Regions from separate parts of the Mus musculus genome. Here region 2 is linked to region 1. Evidence: chromatin contacts called from public promoter capture Hi-C data. All regions are on one chromosome and are shown on one strand. The core of a region is the stretch at or near the end of the contact, and the rest is flanking DNA. Distances in the headings are between cores, read along the strand shown. Region 1 holds the start of Trmu (tRNA 5-methylaminomethyl-2-thiouridylate methyltransferase). Region 2 overlaps Cerk (ceramide kinase).

The links. Promoter capture Hi-C pulls out the DNA fragments that hold promoters and counts their contacts.
Region 2: a contact with region 1 is called in a promoter capture Hi-C map of neural stem cells. The contact joins the enhancer-like site here to the promoter of Trmu in region 1. A contact is called at or near these places in 7 of 39 promoter capture datasets (the C10 cell line, the HPC-7 cell line, cranial neural crest and 4 more), 1 of 15 datasets of contacts at CTCF or cohesin (the NIH/3T3 cell line), 13 of 115 datasets of contacts at active chromatin or transcription factors (the 230-238 cell line, the SCID.adh cell line, T-cell acute lymphoblastic leukemia and 8 more) and 3 of 9 other capture datasets (adipose tissue, embryonic stem cells and liver).

The regions. Positions count from the first base shown.
Region 1 is chr15:85,878,055-85,880,608 of GRCm38.p6, forward strand. Trmu (tRNA 5-methylaminomethyl-2-thiouridylate methyltransferase) reads left to right here and starts at 1,273. Exons shown (of 11, transcript NM_028063.2): 1 at 1,273-1,404. The coding sequence starts at 1,323.
Region 2 is chr15:86,167,118-86,169,671 of GRCm38.p6, forward strand. All of the region lies in intron 1 of Cerk (ceramide kinase), which reads right to left. Among named protein-coding and RNA genes, the nearest start is that of Gm15569, 17 kb to the right of the region's middle. Within about 2 kb of position 1,289, at least 149 of the 459 cell types and tissues checked have an H3K27ac peak or open chromatin away from gene starts, as enhancers often do. A contact at or near this core is called in the HPC-7 cell line, the SCID.adh cell line, T-cell acute lymphoblastic leukemia and 6 more, where this site is marked.

The DNA.
Region 1 (2,554 bases), core at 23-2,522:
AGGAAAGTTAGAGACGGAATTTTGACAGGAACTGAAGCAGAGGCCATGGAGGAACACTGCTTACTGGCTTGCTCCGCATGGCTTGATTAGTTTGCCTTCTTTTACAACCCAAGATCACCTGCACTGGTGTGGCTCTCACATCAATCAACAAATCTCACAGACTTGTCTAAGGGCCAATCTAATGGAAGCATTTTCTCAATTGATGTCCCCCCACCCCTAGCTTGTGTCAAGTAGACAAAAATTCTAACATAGGTTTGTCTGGTTTCTGCTACTTTGTGGTTGGCCCTATCATAGGTTCTGGTAGGAAAAGTGAGATTTGCTATACTAAATGCCCATACCCAAGAAGGGAGGTCCTGGTCCTCAAGGCTAGAACACTCCACAGACATGACCCCCTGCCCTTTTGTCTCTCTCTCTCTCTCTCTCTCTCTCTCTCTCTCTCTCTCTCTCTCTCTCTCTTCTCTCTCTCTCTCTCTCTCTCTTTCTGTCCCAGGACTCGTATCTATTTTCTTCCAGCAGCCACTCAACATCTGTCATGTGCGAGGCCCCCCACAATCAATTCAGGAAGAGCCACAGCTCCAGCCTGAGGTCCCCAAAGCATCCACTCGTTAGAGCTGATCCCCGCAGAGTGCTCGTTCGTCCTCCAAGAATGGCCCACGAAACAAACACTCTTAAATCACAGGCACCAGGATGAACAGGTGCGACTCCAAACTCTCCCAGTCTTCCGTGGCCCATCCTTCCCAGCTACTGTCTGGGTCTGGTTAACTACGCTCCCATCCCCTACTCCAACCCGTTGACTGAGCTGCTAGCAAAGCCTTACTGAGCAACGGTCCACTATGCTTTGTCCTCCACTGGCTCTGCACCCGCCAGGCCCGCAAGCATCTAGAATCCAATGAGAACGTGTTGACAGCCCTGTCCCTCCAGCGGGTAAACAGGAGGAGCCAGCGGCCGACACAGCATCTCGACCTTGTGTGTGCCCAGGAACGCCTTTGAGACCTCAAGCCCGAGCGGAGGCTGTTCCTGGTGCAGCTGACCCAGGAGCGCCAGCTGAGCACAGAAGAAAACGTCGCAAGGGCAGCGAGTGGTGGCTAAGAAGCCGGACCCGACCAACTCATCGCTGGCCTATCTGGGACATGCTGCCACCTAGTGCTCCTCGGCCGATCCGCCGCGCGGAACCCAAAAGCCTGCAGAACACTGGGTGAGCGGAGCACGTTTCCCGCCGGGTGAAGAGTGAGGACGCCCCCCCCCCCCGTCCCCCCCGTCCCCCGGAGGCTGGGACTTCCGGCGTAGCTTGGACGCAGCCAGAAAGCTCGCGGTGTAGCCTGATGTCGGCGCTGCGGCACGTCGTGTGCGCCCTGTCTGGCGGTGTGGACAGCGCGGTGGCGGCGCTGCTGTTGCGGCGGAGAGGTGAGGCCAGGGTTCCTCACTGGGGACAGGAGCTTGGGCTCCTCCAGGTCTGAGGCCTGGCCTTTTGCAGACTCCGCGGGCCTCCAGGCGAGGACACCGCCAACTCTAATGACAAAATCACTCCAGTGTTCTCCTTCGTTGGATGACAAACTTCACTCCGAACAGCTACCAGTTCTTCCTGACTTGTAGATGTAGCCTCATGGGTCCTTAGGGTTCGGATCTGATTCCAACGACCGGTGTACATTCCTCCTGCTGTGTGGCCCCACCTTGTGTCAACCTCTCCGCATTCACCTTGGCGGCTTTTAATGGAGTCCCCCTCAGCCGTGGATCATCTTCCCCGGGGCACGCGGGGTGCAGAGGCGCGGGGCCAGGAGCCTGGGCTTGGGCAAGTTAACTAAGCACCCCCCAGTAAAAATGGGATGACCCGTAATATGGGATGACTGGAATGATTAAATGGCACAGTATGTATTGAAAGGGTTAGCTATACAATGTGAGATATATCGGAAAGCAGGAGCGATTCTTTTATAATCACAGCTGTTATGACAGAGTAAAAGAGCCACAGGATACAGGTGTGTACTATGGTGAGAAAGGAAGAGGGAAGCATTTCTCTACAAAGAACTGGCTGCAGTAACACAGGCAGGAGGCAGAGGAGAGAGTGCCGGCCAGAATAGGATATAGTGGGGTTAGTGAAGCTGACGGTATTAAGGAATTTGGGGTAATGTTGAGTAGGCAGTGTGAGTCTTTGAAGGTTTCCAATGAGAACTGTGTAACTAGATGCTTTGGGAAGTGGCAAAGGTTGGCATCATTCTTACAGATTTATCTTTTACTACTAAAGGGAGATCAACTGCTGCCTAGTTTTTATGTCACATTAAAACTATGTGACATGTTAGGGTCCTCTGGTAGGAGGGAACCTCAGCTGAGAAACTGTCATCACCCTGGCCTGTAGGCTAGTCAGTGGGGCCTTCTCTTAATAATTGGTGTAGGAAGCCTCGTTCCATTAGGAGTAATGCTATCTCTGGGCAGGTGGTCCTAGGTTTTATAAGAAAACAGGCTGAGCAGGCCAAAGAAACAAGCCCATAAGCAGTATTCTTTTATAACCTATGATTCAATTCTGCCTTCAGGTTCCTGACCTGAGTTCCTGCCCCAGCTT
Region 2 (2,554 bases), core at 39-2,538, 290 kb after region 1:
TGCATATGGGTGTACCCCGTCATGCCTGGTGACTAAAAATCTCTAACCCAGTAGCTCAGAGAGAGGCAGACTGGTCTAAACTTGCTTGACGCATGCTGTAATTACTTAACTTGGATCAAAAGAAAGTTCTAGGCTGGGCACGCAGCCTTGGGAAATAACAGGTTCCGACAGAAGCTGTGGGCTGAGGCTATGCCGGTCAGGGGGAGCAGAGGCAATTACAGACACAGCATCCTCTTTGAACACAGGCTGGACTCCCAATGCTTCTTTATGAATCACCTTGTATTTTTGTACAGATGAACATTGCTACCTGCTGGCTTCCTAGGTTGGCTCTCAACCCTGCAGTCTAGCTAAAAAAATCCTGCGTCTCTGCCAGCACCCAAATTAGCAGGCCATGCTGTGGTGGCACCTGTGATCCCTTTGTGGTAGTATTTTTCCCCAAGTTGGTGCCATTGAAATTGGGTCATCAGAACCTGGAAGGTTCGATCTGAGCCATGAAAGGATTGTAGTCATGCCCCCAGAATCCCCAGAGGCACATACACTGGGAGGGGCTGAACTGAGCAGGATCAAGCCCATTGCCTTGTGGACCCTGTGCCCACCCTGGGTCTGGGGCCACCCTCAGCATTCCACAGGTGGCTGCCTCCTGGGATTCCCATTTTTATACCATTGTGCCTCCGAAATTCAGTTTTTAGCTGCTTCTAATTCTCCCTTCCCTAGTCTTCCCCTTCCCTCACCCCACACAGCTCCTCGTTACTCCTGCGAGGATGTTACTCAGGACAGGCCCTGTGACAGACATCTGGACACCTTCTACATAGCAAGTAGCTTGCCACCAGCAGCCAATTCTCCGACATGGCCCCTCCCTTCTCCTGCAACTTACCCATCTTCCCCATTTCTGGGGATGTTGACCTGGCCCTCATGGAGCCGCCTCCAAATCCTGCCCTGCTTGTGACCCTGCACCCACTCCCTGTACCCACCCGACCTCTGACTGCCTCCTTCCTGCAACACCAGGAGGTGACAGAGGCACATCTCTGTGCTGTTATGGCTCACCTGCCAAGCTCACATCAGGTCCTCAGAACAAACCTGAGGCAGTGACCCTCTGATAAAGCCCCCTGTGCTTTGAGTCTAGGACCACTGAGGGCAGACTTCAAGCATTTCCCAGTGCCTCTTATTCATAACTGTGACTGTCCCTAAGAATCAGGTGACAGAAGTCACAGCTGCTAAGCACAGTCGTGGAGTGAGATAAGCATCTGATGTTCAGAAGACTAAGAGGCAACCGTGTTACATCACAAAATAACTAAAGTGTGCTAGTGACGGTTGGACAACTCTCTTAAAAGTGTGCCCACGAATCATGCTTCATCTTACATATTCAGAGGGAGTCTCAGACCAAGAAAGGAGAGAACAGTGTCCTAATGTCCCTGATGTCACATGCTCTGCTGGCCAGACCCCAAAGGCCATGCTGCACCAGGGACCCCACACAGCCACGCAGCCCACAGTACATTCCACAGCTGCCGTTGCACACAAGCCACACCACGGCTCATGTGACACTGGCATTGTCCCTTGGTGGGAACAAAAGCTCTAAAACCAGCACTGTTTAGATCCCCACAAGCATAACCGGATGGGTGAATTGGGAGGCGGAAAAACATTGAACTAGGGTAAGTCACATGAGCTGTCAGGAGGGACTCAGGCCTGGCGTGGGGGGGGGGAGGGGCTGGGGAGATCTTGTGATTGAGCTAGTGGTTCCGGAGAGAACAACAGTAGGAAGAGGGTAGGCCAAGAAGCAGTGAGGGACAAGGAGTCAGGGATGCAAGGAGAGAGGGGCTCTATGATGGGAATGTCATGTAGGGTGTAGGAGATTGTAGCATCTCCCTGCTAGGGACTGGGCGGGGCTAAGGGAAGGGAAGGAATGAGGATCTGTGGACAAAGAAGAACGGCTCGATAAAAATGACCTATCAGAAACCTGAGCTATCATCAGTGGCGCTGTGCTTCCAACAGGCCCCCCATCCCTGCACAGCACCTCTACATCTTCTACACCCCCACCTCTACATCCAATGCCTTGTGCCAGGAAACTGAGACTGTCAGTCACAGGGGTCAGTGGCGAGAACTGTGTGACTCAGAGGTATTGAAGGAGCTGGCATCTGGACCTCTTGGGGTGGAATGCCCCTCAAACAAGTTCTCTGATATGCAGTCTAGACCGTACGGGGAGATGCCCACACACCAGGATGGCCACATGGACACTTGATGACATCAACCACAGCAACTGAGAACAGGAGGGGGACCCTGGCAAACAGCTGGCCAGGCAGGAATTCTGGGCCCTTTCTTTTCCTATAGAATGCTATATTTCTCTGGTACACGTCCTCATACACTACCAGCAAGGTTAGAAGGTTCACAGAGACCCGGGATGAGAAGTGCAGTTTTTCCCAGACCAGGCAGGCCCCGAGCCTGTGTGATGAGGACACTGGCAACAGGCTGCCCTTCAGGGAACTTTCTGCTTTGAAGGGAAAGAAATAAGAAAGCCAGGGCTAGGCATAGCTCATCTGGTCCAAGAACGGTATGCTGT